Linked DNA regions of Athene noctua: region 2 is linked to region 1. The links are chromatin contacts, called in public Hi-C maps. All regions are on one chromosome and are shown on one strand. Each heading gives the region's core, a stretch centred on a gene start, on an enhancer-like site or on the middle of the called end of the contact. The rest is flanking DNA. Distances are from core to core; before and after follow the strand shown. Region 1 holds the start of HDDC2 (HD domain containing 2). Region 2 holds the start of NCOA7 (nuclear receptor coactivator 7).

Region 1 (5,554 bases), core at 817-3,316:
TACAAAAAATCATGAATTGAGAACTTTATCTGTGGCTTATTTGTCCAATGACAGTGGTATGTAGTTTAGAGCGGCTCTTCACTACCGCCAGAACACTAAAAACACACAGAATGCTTCGCAGATGTGGCTTCGTGCCTTATGTCCATACCTCTTCTCTCCTGTGTTTTTCCTCTTTTGATATATTATCTGCAGGAGCAATATCTCCAACAATGCATTCAGCCATATCGTGAACCAAAGCTAATCGTATGCATCTGACAAATACAAAAGACAGAATAATTAGTTTTTCAGCATTTTAACTCATGTCTTGTTATTCATAAAGCTAAGAGACTGCATAATTTATTCCCTTTGCATATTTTAAAGGGTGTTTTTTTGGTTTTTTTAAGTTTGCATAACATTTTTCACTTCTTTACTAAGGAGAGTAGTTTCTACCTAGACATGATTTTAATTTCTGATTTCTAATTCCTGCTGCTTGTAAGTGTAGATTCAGGTACAAATACATGTTGTACAACTGCAAAGTATTCAAAAATAATATATTTAGCTTTTGTATGCTTGACTCTCAGAGATTTTGTGGTAACTACATTATGCAGTTCACATTAATGCTGCAACAGGTAGAAGGTAATCTGATGGGAGCCACCCCAAATTCAGTATATAACCTGACCCTCACAACTCTACCTATGTCAATTTGCAGCAGAACAGACAAAAAAGCCTTCATTATTTTCATCAGCTCCTGAAGGGCCAAAACAAGCATGATCCCATACCAGACTTGACAACTTACTCAAGACTAATGATGCTTTCTCTTCTACACCATTTCTGAGGCTCCTGACTGCTGCTGAGTGCTCACTATCAAAATCCACATGGCGTATGGCTTTGCCTTTGCTGTCTGTTGCTTCAAACTGAGTTTTAACAAAGTTTACGGCATGAGAGGAGGCCTGCACAGAGCCTCTGCATTAACAATTTGCCTCAGCACCTGGAATTTAGCAATAAAAGTCTTTAGCCCCTTCAAGCTCTCCAGGTAAAGAGCACCCTTGCTCAAAGAATGGAGGGGAAAGATGAGGGGGGAAGTATTTCAGACTCCTTCCGTGTGTTTTAAAAGCCTTCCTCAGGACGACAGCTATTTTAAGCATCTCCCACAACATTTAACTGATGGTCATGATAACCAGAGGCAGTCTCACCTGTCCTTGTTAAGGCTTTTGTCTTCGGTCACCAAAGCCATCACCGCCATCCTGTACATGTGATCGGATACACTCTCTGGCTTGGCCACATTCCTGTACACCCATCCCGTCCGTGGTACTCTCTGTGCGAGGACAGCGTCACAGAAACGTTAACACCTCAGGTTTTGAAGGCCCTCACTTCAGAGCTGCCAGCCGAGATTCTGTCCCACCGTGACCTCCACGCTCCGCTGAGTTCTGATGCTTCCGAGAAACACCTGCCCGAGGGGCCGGGCCCCCCGAGGCTGTGACGGGACACCTTTACACAGGCGCCTCTTCACACGCTCCCGCGCTCTCCCTGCCTGATCCCAGGCGCCCTCCTCAGCCTCACGGCGCTCACGGCGAAGCGCCGGGCCGCTCCTGCCCTCCCCGGGCCGGCGCCCGCGTCTCCCTGCCGCAGCCCCAGCCCCGGGCCCGGCCGTCTCCGAGTCGCAGGCGCCGCAGCGAGCCGCCAGTGGCGCCCCGGTGGCCGCGGCTTCTCCGCCGGCCACCCGCCCCCCCACACCCCGCAGCCACGCCGGCGAAGGCCACGGGCAGCCTCCCCGCCCGCCACGACGGCCTCTCGGGCCCATGTGGGCCCCCCGCCCCGCTGAGGCGGGCCTTGCTCCCGCGGCCCCCGCGCTCACCTTGAGCTGCCCCAGCAGCCGCAGGAAGGCCATCAGGCCGCCGCCGCCGCCGCTCGCCCCCGCCGCCATCTGCCGCCCGGCAGCCTTCGCCCGCTCCTCCTACCGCCTCCTCCTCCTGCTGCCGCCGCCGCGGCTGCTGCAGGCCCGGACGGCGGCTCTGAGCGGCGCTGGGGGAAGGGGAAGGAGCGGCTGGCCGGGCACCGCGCTCCCCGCCCCGGCAGCCGGCGCGGAAGCAACGCCCCTACGGCTGAGGGCCGGCCGGGCCAGGGAGGGGTCTGGGGGGGGGGGACGGGTGGCAGGTGTATGGCGGCGCCGGATTCCCAGCGGGATTAATTAACCACAAACAGCGCTTTTAAGAATAACGACTCAGGACTGCGATCGAAACGAGGAAAGCAGCAAGAGAAGCCAGGCCGCTCACGGGCTGCGGTGCGGGGAAGGGGAAGAGGAAGGTGGGGGGTGAGGCTTCTCCCGGGGTGCAGAGGGCAGAGAAGTTCGTGGTGTGAAGGAGGCAGGAATAGCTCCTACTTCAGTCAAAACTGAGTCAAAACAGTGATCTTTAGCATACTTTTTTAGAAAAAAAAAAAAACAACAACGGTAAATAGTTCAGAATTTAATTATTCAGAGAGGAGAGGGTAGGTATCGGAGTTGCTGCACTCAGGAGTTTTATTTTGGGGACTCCCGAGGCTGGTTACGGGCACTTCCATCAGTTGTACAAGTTGAATAATTAACACACTGCATTACTTTACAATCAGTGGATTCTCAAAATACACTGCATTTCTTTGTTATTTTTATCGTGCCAACTGTTTACGGTTTAAATCTGTCAATGAAATACTCCGTTTTCAGAAAAGAACATCTGCAGTTTGCCAGATATCAACAGATGGGCATTTTTATGTTTGCTCATGGGTATACTTAAACACACTCACAAGTGAATAAAGCCCAGACAACATTTTGGTGACCATTTTAAGGCTACCTTCCAACAATAAACAAGAATCACAGACCAGGAAAGTCATCAGCTTCACAATTGTGCGCAATCATAAACGGGTTGGTTGGAAAGAACCTCTCTATGTTACACGGTTCATCCACCCTGCTGAAAGTAAATCATAGCACTCAAAACCATCCAAATTCAAAATTTCATAGTTGTTCCAGGTTAACTACCTTCCAAATAAATAATTTGTTTCATAATGTTCCTCTTTGGACCTCCTAAGCCACTTCTGCCCATGGTTTCCTGTTGTATTGCCTACCACTACCAAGGAGAGTTTAGCTCTGTCATATTCGTAAACCCCCTTCAAATAGTTGTAGGCTACTGATACATGACTCCTTATGCAGGCCCAGGATCCCTCAACCTCTCCTTCAAGGTGATATGATTTAGATCCTGATCATCTTGGTAGCCTTCACTGGAGATGCACCATCTTGATCTGAGGAAGCACCAAACTGGGCCCTTTGTCCAGCCAGGGCCTCACCAACACTCAGCAGAGGGGGATAATAACCTTCCTCAGTCTACTGGCCATACTCCTTCCAGTGTAGGCTGCTGTGTGATTTGCCCTCTTTGGGATGAGAGCGCACTGTTTGCTCATATTGGACTTGGCCTTCACATAACCTCAGGTCCTTTTTGGCAAAGCTGATAGCCAGCCTATTTCGTCCCAGCCAGTACCAATGGACCGGCTTATTCTGCCTTAGCTGCAGGGCTGAGTGTTTCTCCTTTATTGTGTTTCTCCTTGGTGAATGTGTTAAGGCTTCTGTCAGCCCAGTCCTTGAGCTTTTCAAAATTCCTTAGAACTGAAAGCTCTATAGTTTAGTGTGTCAACCACCCCCCTTACTTAGCTTTGTCTTAAAGTATGGTGAGGGTGCATCCTGTGCCATGGTCCAGGTTTTTGATGGAGACAATGAACTATATGGGCCCTAGTATCAACCCCTAGAGCACTCAACTTGTTATGGGCCTTCGGGCAGGTTGCCAAGCCACCAGCTGCCACCCACTGAGCCTGTCAACCTAGAGAGTTTTCAATGCATGTAACAGCTTGTTCAAGCCATATTTCCTCAGTTTGTGAGTGAAAATGCTGTGGGAAATTATTTCAAAAGCTTTTCTGAAGTCAAGATCTGTTGTGTCCACGGCTCCCTCCTTGTCCATGTAGCCAGCCATTTCATTACAGGATGCAATCAGGTTGGCCAAGTGTGATTTGTCCTTCATAAATCCATGCCAGCTGTTCTTGATTGCCTTCTTGTCCTTTACAGGTCTCTTTCTAGTAGAGCTTCATCAGCTTGCTTTCTGTATCTTCCAGTCTCTGTGGCTGCAAACTGAATCTTTCTGTTTTTCTGAACAGTTGTCAAATACCTTCTGAACTCAATCATAAAAATAACATGGAGTAATTTAATAATTTGCATTTTAAATAAGATGCTGTATGTAATTCAGGAATGCTATTTTTAAGGCTAGCTGATAACAGATGCTTTGTCTTTTAACCCTCTGAATCTTTCTATTCAGTGTACATATTTAGTATTCATAGTCCTTTAAATCCAGTAATACATTTGCCTTCTCAAAACCTTTAATAATTCTTTAACATGGATGAGTCTTGCACAGGACATATGAGGAGGCGTGATTTTCAACTTTATTGTGTGGGACCTTCTTTGCCACTAGTATCCTTTAGATATGTTTCTAGAACAAACTCTTCTATGGCATTAATGAGGCTGGGCTCCCAGGCCCTGACCTTGGCTGTCCATTTAGTTTAGAGAACACTATCAAAAGCAGCATACTCGCGTTCACAGATTGATTTTTCTACTGCACTTAATATCTCTGCTCCATTTGAACCCTTTGAAGCTGTGAATGTTCCAGAGATGTAAGGTTTCCAATGGTGTTAGGAAGAACAGAAAACTGCTGTGTAACAGGATGGCAATGATGTAATTTAACATTGTGGTGGACAACAGTTTCTGAGGCATCAGCTATAAATAATGTCTTGGTTAATTTTTTTCAGCACGGATTTCTTTAAAAGTGTACACTAACATAGGTACCTGTGTGAGCCAACACAGGCATGATTCAGGAACAACCATAAAATCACAGATGAAATGCAAAGAGTAAATTTATTCTCATTACCTCACAACCTGGGAGGTCTCCACAGCAACACCCAGGCAGAGGCACGCAAGTGGAGATGCAAGCACTGTGGAGCTCGGTCCTTGCTAGCCAGAAAGGAAAGGAGAGGAAAGAAAAGATCTCAGACCTGCTGATTTCACCTGTATATATTAGGGATTTTCGCAGGTGTAGTTTTCTACTGAGCTTTGATCTTTCCCACACCTAGACAAAAATTTAAAGGATGTTCAATAAGGTGCCTCTGAGTCTATCACAGGCCTATGTTATCTAAACACAGATGTTCTACCCATCAAGCACACAAAGCTAAACAACAACTAGTATGATATATGTGTTTTTCAACACCCCAGCTGCAAGTCACTTGAGCATGTTTTCAATCCTCACCAATCTTCTGTTGTATTCCCACAGCACCATTTATGCGGGATAAACTGTACACAAAATACACTTGTACTTAATACAGCTGTTGTAATTCTTTTGTACTTGTATTTATGTGATTTTGGTATTTATCTCATTTTTGCCGTATTTGTAATATTTGTATTTGTGTAATCAAATGTATGTAATATTTACATAGTGTAATTTTTGTAATATTTGTATGTATATAATTCTTCTGTATGCACTTTGTATGCTATTTTTGCATATTGCTTATT
Region 2 (5,900 bases), core at 2,233-4,732, 220 kb after region 1:
ATTATAATAATACTAATAATAAAATCACATTGATCTTATATTTGTTTCAAATACCTCTGTTCTAGCCTGTGCAGCCATGTGCCAGATTGCTTTTATAATGTGCTTTTGATTGTGCTGCCAGTCCTCTGCAAAATAGCCTACCTTTTCTGGGGCCTCAGCATGCCAGTGTCATGAGTTACTTCTTCTTTAAAACAAAAACATCAACAAAGACTCCAGGAAAGATGCTTCTTCCACCTTTTAAAAACAAGTACCCTGTTCCTTCCCCTCTTTCACATTAGTCTAAGGCCCAGGAAACAGCAAGTCAGAAACTGATGTAACTGTTAAACCCATGCTGAAAGTGAACACTGACTCTGGAGCCTTTGCACCCCAAACCTTTAATTACATTGGGACCTGAAGTGGTAGGACACCAGCAAGAAGACTGGTTCTCACTCCTTGCCGAGTGGATATTTGTCCTCAGCGTGAGGGCAAGTTTCAGGTCTGGCATCAGACTGAAAAGGGATTGGGAAAGCCATTAGGTAGCCTCTTCAGAGGCTATGCTTCTGTACCTAGCAGTTTACTGGAAATGGTACTCTTTCTTTGTGTGCAAGAGCTATTCTGGTGACTTCTGCCATGTTTTTAAAATCTTAGATATGATTATCCTTTCTCAGATGACTCCAAAGCTGGACTCATGGTGCTAAGAGCAGGCAAACATGCTGCTACAAAATGAGCTAAAACCAAAGGAAATGCTTCTTCTGTTCCTTTCTGTCAAACCATTCCTATACATTTTATGGAAAACTAATCAACACCTCAGATTCACTTCAGCTGCTTCTAGAATGACCCATCATTTTCTGAGGTAGAAAACAGCAACTTCTTCCACCAGTTTGGTAAGGCATTTCATTGAGACTGAAGAGAGACAGGGAAGTCTGAGAGCCCTACAGAGCTATCTCAGTGCAATGCATGTAAACTGATAATTATAGTGGGAAGTCCAAGACAAAATAATAAAATTAGGACTTCCAGGATCTTAGGAGGCCCACTGAGCTATTCCATTGGCCCAGTTTGAGACTGTTGATGAGATGCTTGCCCAGCCACGGTTAACAACCTCCAGCCATAGGAATGCAGTAATTCTTTAGGTTGCATACTTTGGTCCTTGCGTTTAACTATTATTTGGAAGCTTTTCTTACTATCTAAAGGGTGATGACATCCCTTTTGATTGTGTTCTTTCTGCCTTAGCAAAGGTATTCCCATCCCTTTGCACCCCCTCGCAGCTTCTCTCATAAAAATATAGTGGAGGACCTTGGGTTTTCTCGAGAGACACTTGTATCTGCATTGGAGGGCAGCCCAGACTGCAGTACGCCTCCGGCACACCCTGGGAAAGGCAGCCAAAGCCATTATTTCCAGTGGTGTTTTCACATCAGGGCAAAGTATTCCTGCATGAAGTGTGGCCTGCTAGTATTAAGGAGTTATATGAGTGATGCAAGGGCCATAGCTGGGTCCTGGCAGAAAGGAGGATCCCTGCTAAAGCATAATCCACCAGGTGTGCTAGTTTCTGTTTTGCAGTCTGTCTAAGCTAACTATTATATTCATTTATTATAGGTATTTCTTGTTTTATCTGCAGCAGTGTAATGAGTCTTGGCTGGGATGGAGTTAATTTTCCATGTAGCAGCCCTCATAGTGCTGTGCTTTGTATCTGTAGCTAGAAGGGTGTTGATGACACACCAGTATTTTGGTTACTGCTGAGCAGTGTGCCCACAGCATCAAGGCTCTCTCTCCAACACTCCTCCCCCCAAGGTCAGTAGGCTGGGGAGCAGGTGGAGAGAGTTTGGGAGGGGACACAGCCTGGACAGCTGATCCAAACTGACCAAAGGGGATGTTCCCTACCGTGACTGTCATGCTCAGCAATGAAAGCTAAGAGAAGGGTCGGAGGAAGGATTAATTTTAAGGCGTTTGTCTTCCAAAGCAACTGCTATGTGTACAGGGGCCTTGTTTCCCAGAAAGTAATCAGGCATCACTTGCTGATGCAAAGTAGAGAATATCTTTTTTTCTTTTTTTTTTTTTTGCTTTGCATCCACACATGGCCTTTACTTTCTTTCATTAAACTGCCCTTATCTTAACCCAGGACTTTATAATCTTATTTTCTCTCCATCCTGCTGAGGACGGGGCTGTGAGATAGCGGCTGGCTGGGCACCTGGTGGCCAACCAAGGTCAGCCCACCACAGGCAGGCACTGATCCAACATCGAAGAAAAGCATCTCTTGTTGGAGCCCTGGGTGTGGGTTTGGATGCGCAGGTGATATAATGTGCTACAGGACAGAGCTGGGAGCTCCCAGAGGAGGAGGGGAGGCACACTGCTGCCACAGGACTGGAAGAGGCTTTACCCTATTCTCATCATCTCTCTCCTCCCCACCTGCCAGGGCACCTATACTGTTTTTAAGGAGCTGAGAAGGTGTGACGATGTTACCTCTTACAGTGAGGGCTTCATTACAGGAGGCAGTGAGACAGATGCTAATGACAGGGAGGTATTACAACTCCCTTCGCCCTCTCTATTACTTCCACCTCCTAACGAATATCTGGGATCTCTCTTTGCCCCCCCTAACCACATACCCAGCAACCCTGATGGTGGGAGCTGTGCAAATACCCTGCAAAGAGATAGTGTTTGCTCCTCAGGTGAGCAAACACTATGGGGAATTGCAGTCCCCCCTCCTGCCAAGACAGAGATGCAAGGGACAAACCCTTCCCACCTTCTCTGAGGGAAACAACACTCGGTCAGAGAGGCATGCACACACCAGTGACAGCTACGGGGGTCCCCACGGCCATGGCTCAGAGATTCATGACGGCACCAGGTGGTCATTCCATCTGTGGGGGGAAAGGTGTGGCAACACCCTTACCTGTCAGAGCAGCCAAAAAAACCGTTAAATATGGTGTTTCTAAGTGCTGGCCAACAGGCCTGCCAGTGCCCCTCTAGGCAGACGCTGCTCAGCAGCCTTCTGCTGAGTTCTAGAAACCCTGCGGGTGAGCCAGGGGTGTCCACAGGCAGTTTTGTGAAGGGAAGATTTACAGATGCTACACCTGGGCAGGCTTCCCCTGCCTGCCCGCACTGCGCAGGGTGCTGAGACTGCTCGCTCCCTGCAAACCTGACTCCTCCAAACTGCCAAGTGCCTCCTACAACACCGCACCGGGCAGCAACGCCGACGCCTCGGGCTCGCGCAGCAGCCGGCCGAACGCTCCCTGAACTGTAACAGCAAAAGCAGAGACTCGATGAGAACTCTAAAATGCAAGTGTGTCAGAGAAAGAGAATAGGGCGAGAAAAATCATATTCCCTGACCGGGAATCGAACCCGGGCCGCGGCGGTGAGAGCGCCGAATCCTAACCACTAGACCACCAGGGATCCGTGCACAGTGGCTGTATCTCCGTGCCCAAGAGCGCGCCGTGCCCGCGCCCGGCCGCGCGCTGCCCGCGCCGCTGCGCCCCCACCGCCGGGCGGTACCGAGTCCCGGAGGCAGCCGTGGTAGGGAGCGACGCTCCACTGCACCCCACGGAACGGCGGGGTGGGGAGGAGAGGGGCCGCCTCAGGCGGGGCTGGTGAGGGGCCTTCGCCGTGGGCGGGAGGCGGGATGGCGGTGGGCGCCGGGCGGGACACAGCCCCGGGCCCTGCCCCAGCCCGGCGGTGCGGGAGCGGCTGCAGGTGGGCCCCGCGCAGCGCGACCGGCGGGAGCCGAGGCAGCGGGCGGGTCGCCGGGCGGAAGGCGGACGGGGCGGGGCGGGACGGGTCTCTCTCCGCCCGCCGGGGCCCTCCCGCCGCTCCGGGCCGCTGGGCGGGGGCAGCCCCCGGCAGGAGCCGGGTTGGTTTTGCTCGTTTCGTGTTGCTGTTCACGCGGTTCCTTACGCGACAGTGTCTGTGCGGGGTGTTGCTGTAACGGCTCCGGGCGGGGCCTCCTCAGCCAAGGGCTCTGCGCTGGAAATCCCGGCCGGCGGCTCCCGGGAGGGGAGGGCCCGGCGTGCTGGTGGCTATTTCCTCCGCTCCGTCTTCATCGTTTTTTAGTCAGGCCGTGGGAACAAAGGCCACAGTTTCTCCCGTTTTCGGTGTTCGGTCTGCAGGGGAGAGCCGATCAAAAGGCCTACTGCGGGTGGAAGGAAGCCCGGTGCTCCACAGGGGGAAGCCAGATTGGCGGTTCGCTTGCCTGGGGCTGTCAGCGCCCTCTTGCATGATAGACTGGGATCTGTGACTTTGCTTTGTTTGGTAGGGTTTCTGTGAGAGGAGTGAAAACTCTGCCATCGATGCAGATGACATCATAAGTGCTTCTTCCTTTGGCATGTTGATTTCAAGAGCAAAGTAGATCTGTGAGCTGTATTAGCTAAAGTAATTTTCCCTGTTTAAGCAGTGGCTGTAATATAAGAGGGCTTGCTCTACACAAGGAAATTTCTCTAGTTCTCAAACCCTCTGCCTCTGAAATGCATTATATAAGGAACCATTTCCAAGTTAAGATAGATAAGCTTCAGACTTCATGCCTGTGGACTCTGCAAATACTCCTTAGCTTATCTGTAAAAGCTTTAAAGTCTGAAAGCAAATTTAAGGAGACCTCTTTCCTCAGGGATTTACTCGGGAGGTTTGGGTGTTTGGTTTCCATCTCACCTGAGTTCTGTCTCGCCCTCTTCAGCCAGTGGTTCATTTCATCCCAAACCGTTCACAGTAGCAGGCCTGAACAATTGCGATGGAGCTTTCTTTTCTCCAATGTGAGCAATTTTACTGTGCAATGATGTAGGTAACTCATAAAATGTGAGGCTGCAATCAGGCCCTATTAGATACAGTCAGATATCTTACATACTGCAAGAACTGTACTGGACGTCTGTATAGCAATAGGGGCTTCTTTGGTAAAACTGGGGCATTTCAGTCCTTGAGACAAAGCTGTGGAGAGCTGGAGGCAGAGGACAGCTCAAACTGAGGCACCACCAGGGCCTGAGGCCATTGCAAAGAGGGGGATGTGGTTAGGTGAGAGAGGTCACCTGGTCCCAGCAGGTAATCTGTGCCCCTTGTTGAAGAGCAAGGCAAAGGGTTACCTGGTTTCCTGTAACTCTGAGCCAAGGGGAAATTTGCCAGTGTAAGTATAGTGATGATTTTGGCCCCAGAACCTGCAAGGTACACCAACCAAGTATTAGAGTGGTTCTATACCACAGAAGCCAAGCTAGCTTTAAAGGGGTTTGTATGCTTCAGTAGCTCCACGGTCTCATGGTTAAAAGCATAGGCTTCCACACCCTGGGTGCTTCTCAGGTGGGTTTTGGAAGGGTACTAATTTCTGTGCTTCCATGGCTGGGATGCTGGCAGCACCTGAGACAGCTAAGTTAAAACTAGGGTAGGTCCACATCAGCTCTATTTGCAGAGTTGGAGATGTGTGTTACAGAAGGATCACCGCCGCTGTTTGTTCTTAGAGTGCCTCTGTTGTGCGACACTTCAGAGGAAGGCAGGGTTGAGCCTCCCAATCCTTAAACTGCCTGAGTAATAGAGACAAAATATTTTCTCTGACAATTTCAAAAAAGTAGCTGACCCAATGGGATCTCATGGCTGATGGCAGGGCAGGCAAATGTGTTTTGTCCATGTCTTAGGAAACCGTTAGATGTAGAAAAAAAAATTCTTGCTCTGTTATCATAGAATCGTTTGTGTTGGAAGGGACCTTTACAGGTTAGCCAGTCTAAACCCCCTGCAGTGAGCGGGGACATCTTCAAGTAGATCAGGTTGCTCAGAGCCCTGTCCAACCTAACCTTGAATGTTTCCAGGGATCTACCGCCTCTCTGGACAACCTGTTCCAGTGTTTCACCACCCTCATCGTAAAAAATGTCTTCGTTATATTTAATCTAAATCTACCCTCTTTTAGTTTAAAATCATTACCCCTTGTCCTATCACTATGCTTGACATACTTCTCAAGATGT

What was found. Hi-C and Micro-C count contacts between places; a contact is called where the count stands out from the background.
Region 2: a Hi-C map of heart shows a contact between it and region 1, with 4 times the contacts expected there. The contact joins the promoter of NCOA7 here to the promoter of HDDC2 in region 1. A contact is called at or near these places in 2 of 2 Hi-C or Micro-C datasets (heart and liver).

What each region holds. Positions count from the first base shown.
Region 1 is chr1:60,531,202-60,536,755 of bAthNoc1.hap1.1, forward strand. HDDC2 (HD domain containing 2) reads right to left here and starts at 2,067. Exons shown (of 6, transcript XM_074896252.1): 1 at 1,835-2,067; 2 at 1,173-1,294; 3 at 149-251. The coding sequence starts at 1,903.
Region 2 is chr1:60,749,608-60,755,507 of bAthNoc1.hap1.1, forward strand. NCOA7 (nuclear receptor coactivator 7) reads left to right here and starts at 3,483. Exons shown (of 17, transcript XM_074896254.1): 1 at 3,483-3,557. TRNAE-CUC (transfer RNA glutamic acid (anticodon CUC)) reads right to left here and starts at 3,363; the gene lies at 3,292-3,363.